Regions from separate parts of the Ovis aries genome. Here region 2 is linked to region 1. A link is a contact called in public Hi-C data. All regions are on one chromosome and are shown on one strand. The core of a region is the stretch at or near the end of the contact, and the rest is flanking DNA. Distances in the headings are between cores, read along the strand shown. Region 1 holds the start of EPB41L4B (erythrocyte membrane protein band 4.1 like 4B). Region 2 overlaps EPB41L4B (erythrocyte membrane protein band 4.1 like 4B).

The links. A called contact is a pair of places that touch in the nucleus more often than the background predicts.
Region 2: a Hi-C map of liver shows a contact between it and region 1, with 4 times the contacts expected there. The contact joins the enhancer-like site here to the promoter of EPB41L4B in region 1. A contact is called at or near these places in 9 of 16 Hi-C or Micro-C datasets (blood, hypothalamus, liver and 4 more).

The regions. Positions count from the first base shown.
Region 1 is chr2:14,011,572-14,017,926 of ARS-UI_Ramb_v3.0, reverse strand. EPB41L4B (erythrocyte membrane protein band 4.1 like 4B) reads right to left here and starts at 4,547. Exons shown (of 25, transcript XM_060408974.1): 1 at 4,111-4,547. The coding sequence starts at 4,410.
Region 2 is chr2:14,083,403-14,089,858 of ARS-UI_Ramb_v3.0, reverse strand. EPB41L4B (erythrocyte membrane protein band 4.1 like 4B) reads right to left here. Exons shown (of 25, transcript XM_060408974.1): 15 at 2,652-2,716. Among named protein-coding and RNA genes, the nearest start is that of EPB41L4B, 73 kb to the right of the region's middle. Within about 2 kb of position 3,333, at least 2 of the 54 cell types and tissues checked have an H3K27ac peak or open chromatin away from gene starts, as enhancers often do. A contact at or near this core is called in liver, where this site is marked.

The DNA.
Region 1 (6,355 bases), core at 3,298-5,797:
TCATTCTAGAAAATTTCCCAATCCCTTTTCACAGGCCAAAGAGGAGGCACAGAGATGTGTGTAAGATGACAGCCTACCAGCAACCCTTCAGCACCCTGCTGCTTCCTAAGGCCTTTTCATATCCTTTTAGATGTATAATCCTCCCATTTTAAAGACCAGAAAATCGAGATTCAAGGATGGCACAGCCAGACTGCACAACTCAAATGTGCACCTTCCCACCCTGAAACTCTCCATGCTTGCCCTGTACCACCCAAGTCCACACTGAGCTCAGAGATGGTGAAAGCAACTGCGCCAAACCTCCCACTGGCCAACGGGGCATGCCCTGCAGGGCATGGGAGGGAGTGCTAACCAGCCAGCCACACCCCTTCCTGGCTCTCCACACAGAGCTGCTGGAAGCCTGCGCATGCAAGGGAGGGGGGAGACAGGGCTGAGCAACAGCCGCACGAGCAAAAGCGATGCCAGGGATTTAGTCAACAGAGAGCTAATATGAGTCAACAGCGGGTGCCGCTGCCAAACACACTAATGGGATCTTCAGCAGCATTAACAGAAGGGAAGAGTCTGGGGCAGGCCGAGGGAGTCCTGCCCTGCTCTGGCCAGACCACACCTGAGGGCTGGGCCTGGCAGGGCGGGGCCTCGGAGGGGGACGAACCTTCTGAGCCAGCACCCAGGTTTCTGAAGAGGAGTGGCTCTGGTGGGGCACTCTGGTCTGTATGGTGGGCCAACGCCTCCCCTGGGAGCTGGGTTGGCACAGGAAGCCCACTCCAGATTGCCCATTATAGATGGATTCTTTTTTTTCCCCAAAGATCCTGATGCACAGCAAAGGTTAAGAACACACAGGCATGCGAGAGGATGAGACCCACCACCTGGGGAAGGGGGCTCCAGGCTCCATCAGGGAAGCATCACTGGAGAAGACAATTACAGCTGCTTCTTCCTTTGTTATATATAACAGCGGGGCCGTGGCATGGCCAAGAAGTGGCTGACTCCCTGAAACAACAGGGAGTCTAAAAATGCATAAGGGGCACTGGATTTGAGATCCTAGAGCCACAAGCATCAAAGTCTCCAGGAAGTCCTCCTGATTCATCCATCCCCCAGCACCCTATCTGGTGAGCCTGTGAGCTCAGCATCACTTACAGTAAAAAGACACACTGCCACCTGTGTTTCTCAAGGGCTTCAAGGCCACGTCTCATTCACCTTTGGGTCCACAGCCCAGCGAAAAACCAAGGTGCCCCAGCACAATCCCACTGAGGGCCTTGTGTTTGAAACACTTCTGGAACACAGGCCTCCTGACGAGGGCTAATAAAACGGCTTATGACAATGCCTAAGCATGGTTAGTATGCTGAGCAGAGAATGCATGACGCTACCAACACCAGAGAGTTTTAATTACAAAAGAGCCATAGTTAGCCTGGCAAGTGTGCTTTGTGCCTGAGCAAGTGACTGGAGACAGAAAATCCAGCTTAGGGAGATGGCGGTCAAAGGTAAATCCGGTATACCAGGCCGCAAAGCCATCCCAGGGCCCAAGAAGCGGTAAAAATTCAGGAATGCAAGGGACGAGAAGCATGACCAGTGGGACTAAATGCCAAAAAAGGACAGTATAAAAAGTGAGCTTGGTGAAATGGGGCTGAGAAGAAGCACAGATGCTACAGCTTCATGGAGGCCGGGCTGCTTGGAGCCCATGCTGTACTGGCACTGAAACTCTGAGGATGACTGTGGGAGACTGTGATGCAGATCTAACAGTGAATAAATCTTTCAGTCAATGAGCTGTGCTTCCTGGTGAATTCTTCTCCATCTTTCCTCCCCAAGCAAGGGCACAGATGACCAAAGCCAACATTTGCTCTGGACCTGCCTAAAGGCAGCACATATACATTATATGCATGTCTATATAAATAAAATCGGAAGTTCACTAAATAACATCTTAAGGCATCCCATTGGACGTCCCTGGTGAATACAGTGGATAAGAATCCGCCTGCCAATGCAAGGAACACAAGTTCGATTCCTGGTCTGGGAAGATCCCACATGCTGCAGAGCAGCTAAACCGCTATGCCACAACTACTGCAGCCTGTGTGCCTAGGGCCTGTGCTCCCCAACAAGAGAAGCCACCGAAGCTAGAAGCCTGCACACCGCCAGTGAAGAGTAGCCCCCGCCCCCTACGGCTCTCTCTGCAACTAGGTAAAAACCCAAGCAGCAGGGAAGACCCAATGTAACCGAAAAATAAATAAATAAATAAATTTTCTTTTACAAAAAGGAAACAAATCTGCCATTGTAAGAAAACCTAGTGAATTCTTCTGTCAAGTAGCCTTTAATTAAGCGAAGAAACCTTTAGGATGCAAAACCTGCCTCTGCCATGCTGGGCCAGGGCTCCGCCAGCTGAGGTAAGTCAGCCTTCGCATCCCAACCTGTTCATCTGGGTACCTGTTTGGGTCTATTCACCACGCATGCATTTTTACTGGGTTTGCATTTTTCATCTCAGAGACACCACTTAAGCCTGTCGCAGAAACCTGACAAACGCAATACATTTCATAAACGAACCATCTCAGGGGAACAGACAAGAAAATCATCAGCAGTGAGCGTTGTCAAAGTTCCCAACCAGAGCATTCCTTTCGCAGATCTGAGATGCAGAACGCGCCACATCCTCTCCACACACCAGCTGCCCGCTCCAGAAGCAACCCACTCACCTCTCCTCCACTCGGCTGGGCCCGCCCCTCTCCCCTTTTTCAAGCCTCCTCTCCCAGCAGAATAAAAAGCTGGAGAGCCCAGTCTTGGAAAAACAGTAACATTTTAATACTATTTTAAAGACAACTGCTCTGAGCACTGGAATGTTGGCTCCTTTTCCATGAATAAAAAGGCCCCCGAAGGGTATTATCGTAACAAAATGATATCCTATGGAGAGCACCAGGAACCACAAAAATAAAATCGCCATAAACTGAAACTGTCTCAAAATTAAACCTAACACAAGGAAACATTAAACCGCAGGCCAGGCAGGCTCTGATTTTCCCATCTAAAACCCTTACAGGTTCCCAGCCAGTTCTTTCCTGACGTCCAATTTCCCCAACCCGAGAAGGTCTGAATGCTTTCTTTAGAAGTCCGGGTATGTTATTCCGCCCGCCCCGCTTGAAACCCTCGGGACGATCTGTAACATTCATCTAAAGCTCTATCATTTCTGTGTCCTCAGTCACACCCAAAGAATCCCAAAGGCAACGTCTGCCGCAGCGCCGGGTGCACAGTAGGCGCCCCATTAATGTGCGGATTCGATCTGATCAGATCTGGCCCCTTGGGCTAGAAAGACCCGCTGGTGGCCGGACGCCCTGGCGGGGACAGCAGCGCCAGCCGAGCTCTCCGCTGCAGGGGGCGGGGTGCAACCACCTGTGGGCGGGTGGCCCGGGCTGAGGCCGCGGCGCAGCCGCCCTGGGGTGCCTCCGCGGCTCCCTGCACAGACCCCGGGGAAAGTCCGGCGCCCCAGGCCCGGGGGCACCCGGGGTCCGACTCCCAGCGGCCCAGAAAGGAGCTCTGCCGCTGCAAAGTTGACCCGATCAGCGAGAGTCGATTCTCGAGTTAGCTCCCAAGTCGCCCAACCCCCTGTGAGGCAGCGGGCCAGAGGGGCTGTTTAGGATGGGATGAAGGGGTGGGGAGCGCCCAGATGGGGACTGGAAAGAGCAGAAATACTCCCCTGACTCCCTCCCAAACTTGGGGCACCTGCCGGCCAGGAGGCGAGCGGGCTTCTCCTCCCCTGCCTTGCCACCACGGCCTGGTGGCGAGTCTGTGGGGGCAAACGGGCTACCCCGGGGCAGCCCCGCCTTGTTTTGACATTCTCTAAACGACAGCCCAGCTCCAAGAAGGCCGCTGCAGGAACCTCAAAGACCTCAGGGGAACAACAGTCACCCGCGCCAAGGGGCGGGGACTTGGGACTTGAGGGGGCGCGGGCCAGGGATGGGGCCCCCCGGAAGAGAGCAGAATGGGGTGGCCAGAGAGGGAACCAGGACTAGGAGTGCGCGCAGAAGGGGGAGGGGATCCCGGAGAGGTACAAGGGGAGCGCCCCAGAGGGGAGCATCGGGGGAAGGGAACTGCCCCACGGGCCCCGGGGTGCCAGTGGCCCGGACCGGCTCCGTCACTCACCGGCAGGTCCACGCTCACTTCGGTACCGTCGAGCAGGAAGACGCGGCAGTAGAGGGTGGCCTTGGAGGCTCCGGCGGCAGAGATGTGCACGGCCGCGCCGCCCGTGAGCAGGGGCCCGCCGCCGGCCGGGAACACGCTGCCCCCGGGCGCGGCGGGCAGCGTGGAGACAGCGGCGGCCGGGCCCCCCCGCGGGCCCCCGTCGCGCTCGTCCCCCAGCCCGGCGGCCCCGCGCCCTGCCGCGCCCCGCGCGTAGCGCTGCATGGAGCGGCGGCCAAAGGTCCGGCGCAGAAACCGCAGCATCCTGGCTGGGGGCGTCCCCTGCCTCCGCCCCCTGCGCCGCTGCCGCTGCGCCGCCGCCCGGGAGTGCCCCGCGACGCCGTCAGTGCCAGCGCCCGCCCGCGCCTCCTCCCGCCGGCTGCGGCCCGGGGCTCGCTCCCGCCGAGGCCGAGGCCGCGCTCCGGGTGCCTGCGGGGCGCGCCGGCCGGGCCAGCGCCGACTGCGAGTGGCCGCGGGCGGGAGGGCGCGCTCGGGGCGGCCCGGCAGCCGTCCCGCCGCCGCCTCCGCCGCCACGCGCTCTGCCGGGCCGGCGGCCTGCGCTCACGGCCGAGGAGCCGCTGCCGACGGCCGGCCGCGGGCGGCCCGGGGGGCTGCGGGGGGCGCGGGGGCGGGCTGCCGGCTGCTCCCGCGCCGCGAGCCGGCCGAGGGCCAGCCGGAGCAGGGCGCCTGCGTGCTCCTGGCGCGCTCGCTCCCACTCGCCGCGCCCCGGACCGAGGAGGCCCCGCCGAGTACCCGCTCCCCAGGCGCCTTTTCCTGCGCCCGCAGCCCCCGCCTCCCACCTGGGAGGCTGCACCTCCAGCCGCCGCTGCCGCCGCCGCCGCCGCCGCCGCCGCCGGGACTGCAGCACGCCCTCCTCCCTCGGGGCTGCGCCGGGTATTTGCAAACCGAGTCTGTGCTGCCCCCTGCCGGCCCGAGCGCCCCCTGCTGCTGTAGGTGTGCTCACGTGTGTACACGTAGGTGAGCACACACGTGTTTCCGGCGCCTCGAGCCCTGAAGACGCCCGAGGGTCTCCCCTTGCCTAGTTTGTAAACCCAGGCTGCATGCCCTCAGGGGAGCTATGCCCGGGAGGCCGAGAGAAAAACGCAGGAAGCGGAGGCCCTGCTAGGCCCTCAGTTTCCCTTTCTGGAAAAGGATGGGGGTGGGGTGGACTAGGTAATCTACCAGGTCCCCACAACTTAAATTCTGTCAGTTTAAAATCTCAGAGCTGAAAGGGCCCTTTCTGCCATTCCAGTCCGATGGACACATTCCAGATAAGGAAATTGAGGCCAGGCTAGGAGAGGTGTACTTTTCCAATGGACTACGCAGAAAAACACCTTTCCTCAAGGAACTCGTGTCCAGTATGGAGGAAATGTGCGTGTGTGCGTGCGTGTGTGTTCAGTCGCTCAGTCCTGTCTCTTTGCCATCCACAGAGGCCCGCATAAATAGCCACAACTTATAAGAGTGAAGGCTGAAGAAGTTACTGAGGAGCGGAGCAGAACTGACACGTTAGGAGGTAGTCTATGAGGATACACGGAGAATATTGGAGGCAGAGGAAATGTTTATAAACAATGCTCCTCAGGTATACAATGCTCCCCAGGTTCAAGGACTGGTTCAAGGAGAAGTGGGTTGTCCAGTGTGGTTGAAGGAAGGTCAGGCCTCTTGAGAACAGCACTGCTTTTCTTCTGTGTGTGCCTGACACTGTGCTAAGCCCTTCTCATTCATCATCTCACTAAATCCTCAGGACAGCCTGGTTCCATAAATGGTTTTATCCCCATTGTACGGAGGAGGAAATTGAAGCTTAGAGAGCTTAAGAGACTTGCTCCAGATTTCATTTCAAATAGGGGCTCGTTTGCTGGGATTTAAAGCTGTTGCTCCTAACCACTGCCAGGCTGAGGCATGTGGCATGGTTTCTGAGAGACCTGGACAGAGGCAGTGGCCACAGCAAAGGGGAAAGAGAAAGAGAAGGATGAATTCAGGAGGTATTCCAAAATCGACATTTACTGAGGATTAGGCACTGTCTTAGGTGATTTCATGGATGGTATTTTCATTACCCTCATTCCAACCTTTCTAGATATTCTGTTTATCCCCCATTGACTTAGGTGGAGTTTGGGGCTTAGAGAAGTAACATCCTTGCCTGAGGTCTCAGAGCTCCTGAATGGCAGCAGCCAGTACCCTCCCCTGTGGCCTGATGTTTCTCTTATGACTCCAC
Region 2 (6,456 bases), core at 2,084-4,583, 73 kb before region 1:
CTTTAAGATAGGAAATTCAAAATCTCCCTGTATTTATATAACCTCTAACATGTTACGTACTTTACTTAGCTTCTGAAAGAGGTAATCCTCTGTTAGAGAAAGTCTGAATGTTATGTGCTCAGCCTAAACATATTAAATGTTGTTAAATCACAGAATTTTAGAGCTAGAGAAGACCTTTGCTCATTTAGTCCAACCTGCTCTTTTAGGGGAGGGAAAACGAGGCCAACAGAGGGAAAATGGTCTGTCCAAGATCACACAAGACGGAAGCTGGGCCCCAGTGATCCGAATCCCCACTGCGGCACTACATGATACTCTCTCTACAGAGCAATATTCCCAAGTTTTCCTGGGTTTATTTGGTCCCAATCATTAAATAACAAAGAAACATAAGGTACACAGCAATACAGTAAACACAGACTTATACTCCAATTTTAAAATCAGAATATCAAAACAATTCCTGAGCCTTTAACTACCTTCATTTTATTGAGAATGCAGTCCACAGTGAGTTATGACTACCTATCGTGGTTACGTGCAAATATTTACACGGACACTGAAAACACCATTCAGAACTATTCCTCGGAGATATTTCTATAAACACGTCCATGTGATGCCAAGGCACTTTCCATGGGATGGAATGAAACTATGATGGTGAATGGAAGTAAGACGCTTCAGTCTCTCAAAGTGCAGTCATGACTTTATCTCGATACATCATACTTTGCTTTCCTCCTAAGTTCTTCTGGTTCTGGTCGTGGACATAATCGAAATGGCTGTCATCTCCACTGGCCGACGCTTTCCAATGCGGCCTGTCATCCTGAAAGGATGGCCTGTTTTGTTTGCAGAGGGAGCAGTTAGTGGGGGGATATGGAAGACAATCAGAGAATTGAGCGAAACAACACAAGCGCAAGGAAATGGGCAGGGGAAACCATGAAGTGCATGAATGCAGATGGCTTTCAGAAGAAACGAACACATTTTCTACTTTCAAGTGTTTTTTTAAATTCAGATGCTCTGGTCCTCTATCAACTTCCAAGTTGAGAACAGCGCTGCCTGTGGCTGGGCCATCATCCCTCCAAGGGTGTCTAAGGATCTAGTCAGTCTGGGAAAAGCTAGGTGATGGTGAAAAAGGTTCCTTTTCTACAGGAATTCTCAGAGCTGTTGCCATGGGAACATACACCGTGAATGCCTTATTCAGCCTTCTCTAAAAGTGCTGGACCAAATAATTCTCTTTTCATGGAGAGTCTGAGAAAATACCATATGCTGGGTCCCACCCCCAGAGATTCTGATGCTGGAGGTCTGGGGTGGGGCTGGGACTCTGCATGGTCAAGCTCCCAGGTGGCACAGATGGTGCTGGGCATCAGGGCCACCTGCGAGCTGCAAAGCCCAGCCTTCCTAGCATTCCCAGCGAAGACTGCCTCGCAAGGAAACCAACATGGTAAACAGGCGAAAATGAGTGTTATGTTTTGTAAGCATGAAGTTAAATTAAAAAGCATTTATATGAATCTCTTCCATGCCTCATGTCTGGAAAAGAAATGGTCTCTGCAATACAGAAACTTTGAGAGGTATTAGTTCACTGGTCTAACTTGCTTTTCAATGTTCCATGGACATCAAGTGCTTATGATCAAACCGCACTGTCGTCCTACAGGATCCACAACAGACTGGGTAAGAAAGATCAAGCACTAACTGCTCTCCTTGGCCTTGTTCTGAATGGATGTATTCCCATCACTCCGTTCACCATACTCTCTCAAGGAGCCAGGCTCGCAATCTCACTAAGAAATAACTTTATACAAACTGAATTCGCCAACTATGTTTCTGAAAGAGCTTCACACATAAACACCCATTAAGACTGATCTAAAATTCAAATCTTAAAAGGAACGTTTGCTTTTACGAAGCTGGCATTAAAAAAAAAAATCCCAAACTTAATCATAAATGCAACAAAGCAGATGCCAGTTTACCTGGGAAGGACCACGGTCGGTTAGGACACAGGTGGGCAAACACGGCCCTCAGCCTAAACCCCACTGTCTGTTTTCATAAATAAGCTTTCCAGGAACACAGACAGGCCCATTCACTTCTGTATCCTTTGTGGCTGCTTTCAAGCGATTCAGTACAATAGCAGGGTTGAGTAGTTGTGATAGAGATCACAAAGCTGAAAATACTGACCATCTGGACCTTTACAGAAAAGTTTACTGACCCCAAGGTTTAGAAAAAAATTCACCATCACAGAAAGCAACCCTCTACTCCATCCTTGGTGGAAAAAAAAAAAAATCCTTTCAAAAAAGTCCCACAACAAAAATCCCTGAGCTTTAACCGTATTTTTAGTAGATGAATTCTCAGGACAGAAAAATGTTACTTAAACTCTAAGCAACATTTAAAACATAAAACCAAACCCCAAAGATCTGAGGTTAGACTGACTAAAACAAAACCAAACCAAAAAAATCCCCTCCCAGTTCATTTTATTTCATCAAGCATAAGCTTTAGTAAATCCAGACCCATTACTGGCTTCTTTTGCTTTGCAAATTACTCATCTCTTCCAGGACAAGATAACTCTTTTAACAGTGGTTTCCAATGCAGAATTTCAATTCACAACGGAGTAGGAAAGGAGAGCTTGGAAAAAGACAGTAGAAGTAGAAAAGGACAGCGCTGGGAGCTCAGGTACTTACCTTACGTTTGGAGAGTGGGGGTGCCACCGAGGTTGGCCGGGGTGGAGATTGGGATGATACTGGGGCTAGAAATAAAATACCAAACTGGATTACTCGTTGCCCTTTTGGTTTCAACGGTCTTCACTGGCTGTGGATGGAGAGGCCCTCACTGATGCCTGGCTAGGGGAGTGGAAGTTTCCCAGGATATCAAGTTTCCCCCATGACAAAGGCTGGGGGACTGCCCTCTAAGAAGAAAGGTGGAAGGCATCTGCCTTGAAAGGGTGCCCCAGAGCACCCAGGGCCACGTAGCATTCATCTCTCCCAAGGGAGCCGAAGGAAGGGGCCAGAGAAAGGGGAGAATGGGGGCAATTTATTCTTTAGAAACAATTTCTGCCATTGCTGAAAAGGACGACAACTGTGTGTAAATAGTCACGCTGCAAACAGGACTGGACTTTTCCATCAGGTGATCCAAAAGTAAACATCTTCCGGAAACAAACAAAACCACAAACCATCTAGATCCTGATAAAACAGAGAGAGAGAGACGTAGTTTGCCTATTTTAACATGAAAAGAAAAAAAAAAAAAAAAACGGACCCAGACAGGTGACTCACAAAAATGGCCAGGGGTCAAGACAAGGCAGGCTTGGGTGGGTGGCAGGCTGCCTGCAGCTCCACTTCTGGCCTGCAGGGGGCAGCAGCCATAGACACTGCCAGAAGTCCTGGGGCTTCTCAAGCCTAAACTTTCTACGGGGCAGATGAGGCTTTCCTGACATTGAAGTCACTACAGTCTGGCCACTATTATTCTTTTCATCATTTCTTCCCCTTCTTCTCCCTCCCTGATGCTTTTGTTAATAATAAGGAGTCCATTTTCTATTATGGAAAATTCTCAGCCATTCTGTTCGTTCAGGGTTTCTGGACCTGAGATGCCCTCCTGGCCTACTGTGTATTCAGCAGCCTCTCTCCTTCAAAGATGTTGGTCAGCAAGACTGCAGCCACCAAAGGACATCCTATGGGAAAGTGGAATCTGGAGGAAAATCTCAGTAGCAGAGTCTGAAAGCTGACCAGGGCTTTAGAATCTCCTGGAAACCATCTCTGCACATGTCTCTCTTTTAGGGGCTGCAGAAGACCAGTGAAGCGATAGATGACTCGCCCAAAGCTGCGCAGTTTCAGGCGATTCGATCACACAGCGAGGCTCCAAATGAGGCTCCACCAACTGGGTCTGCAACCAGAGAGACTAAGCTAGACTAGAAATGGATCTTCTAACACCTCGTCTTCAAACACAACCAGATCAGATGCTGGAGAGAGGTGGTCACCTTATCCATAAAGCCCTGGAGGAAGGATATTCCAAAACCTTCCTTGTTCTCCTTCAGAAAATTATATATCCTCTAAAGCTGTCCACCTGAGGCAAAGGGCTGACTCAGTGGAAAAGACCCTGATGCTGGGAAAGACTGAAGGCAAGAGAAGGGGACGACAGAGGATGAGATGGTTTGATGGCATCACCGACTCAATGGACATGAGTTTGAGTAAGCTCCGGGAGTTGGTGATGGACAGGGAGGCCTGGCGTGTTGCACTCCATGCAGTCACAAAGAGTCGGACATGACTGAGCAACTGAACTGAACTGAATAGAAAGCTGTCAAGGAGCATTTTTTAAAGCTAATCCACATGGCTCTTAACCAGGGCACTTATACCCCCCTGGGAACAACTGTAAGGAGGTATGTGCAGTTTTGCTTATCATAACGACTGGAGGGTTACCTGTAACTTGTTGGCAGAGAAGAGGGAAGCTCAACCTCCTGTAAGTCTAAGGACAGTCCCAAGCAGTGAAGAACTGTCCCTCCCCAAATGCCAAGAGCCCTCTCATTGAGAGCACAGCAATCCATCGTCTGCATTTGGCTCGGCTTGCTGAGCTCAGAGTAACAACAATGCTATGACACCGTCTTCTGGAAACCCTTCTCAGCACTAAGATGCTTATTGGGCCACTTCTCAGGATGTTCTCTGCCCACTCAATTTATTCCCAACACAGCACCTGTAAGGCTGGCAAGGGGAAAGGGCCAGTGTTTGCCAAAGATGTCAAGAGATGAATAACATCCAGGTAATGGTTTTCGTGGATTTGATCTCAATGAGCAACTGCCTTGATGTTCACTCGGAGCAGAGAATGCAGAGAAAGGGCACACCTGTGAGGCTGCCAGGGCAGAGGCAGTACTAAGTTGGGAATGCTTTGCTTTGCTTATTTTTATCTTGTTCTCTCCTTTAAGCACTAGTGACCCATCAACAACATTCTAGCCACTCACACCTGAAAGTCCCTCAGGGGGGGAAAAAAAAAATCTATAACTAAAAAGAACCAAGAACTGACAGAAGGCAAGGAAATAGGGAAACCTGGCCTTTGCACTACCAGATACAAAGCACTTTTTACACTTATTCACAACAACTCGAAAGTCACATCCAGGTTCTGCACACAAGGAGTAAGATTTCATGTACAGAAGACAGTATCATAAAATTCTGAAACATCATTTGGCGGTCTCATGAAGATAAAGTACACTGGGATCTCAGTCCCATCTAAGGAATTAACTAACCTACAGGAATGAAAGATCCAGAAAGAGGCTGATTAGATTAAGGCTCCAAAGTGAACTCATCATGGAATATTTAATTACTTGTGACATTCAAAACCAGACTGGTGACAGGGCACAAAGACCCAGGAGAGAAGTGTCCCTTGGACATTCACACCCGCCCAGGACAAGAAAACTGGCCCCACGTTAGGGGGTCATCAGACATGGGTGCTGCCTCTCAGCCCATGACAACCCAGGAAGCCAGGAGCACACCATCAGCTCAGGGTCCTTGCCTGGTCACCTTCAAGGCCCTGATGCTTGCCAATACCAGATCCTACCCACCCTAGAGTTTCAGATTCAACCAGCCCAGGGTGAGCCCCAAGCAGATGGTTTTAACGTGCAGCGGGGCTGCATGATTTCCAATGAAGGGGCTCAGAGAAGGCTCTTTGAAGGTGATGGTTTCCCAGCAGATGAGTGTGGGTAAAGGAACAGTGGGAAAAAATTATGGGGCAAAGATATGATTCTCTAAGACCTGAACCCATGCTGTATCCTAAGGAGTAAAGATAATACATACAAAAGTTAAGCTGGACCCAGGTTGTAGAAGGCTACAAGCAGCCAGTAAGAGCTACCCATGGGCCGTGGCTGATGGGCAGGCACAGGGTTCAGGCCACCAGCCATGGAAACCCACCTTTGCTCCTTCTGCAGGTAGCAGGCCTAGCACGGTCCTTATAAAGCAGGTTCTAGAGACTACCACTCCATGAATGGTAATGGACCCACCACCAATAGAAAGTGGTGGAGAAAACTAGCTGTTTTTATGGGGGTGGGTGGGGGGGCTGTCCAATAGTCAAATGATTTGGGAAAACCCTAGATTAAAACAACAACAACAACAACAACATGTGTCTTCCTTGAAGGACTTCTTGGTACTTTTGACACCCCAAAGGGCACTGGAAGATCCAAGAAGAGAATGAAGGATGAAGCGTTTCCCAAACGTGTGAACACATCCTTTCCTGGAGGCGCATCTCCAGGGACTCGTGTTCCCTAGGCCTAGAATGCCTGGACAACCGCCTCCTGAGAGGCCCCCAAAGGCTGCGTCTGACCACCCAGCAAGTTCGGACATACGTCCCTGATGCTTGCCAGTGGACAAGGTGAAGAAAAACAGGCAGCTCAGAAAACCAAGAGGAAGGAAGGGTTGGAGAAAACGTTCTTCTCTTACTGTTTTCTCAAAAAAAAAAAGAAAAGAAAAAACACATATTGCTGTTATTTCTTCAAAACCTGGTTATGCATAA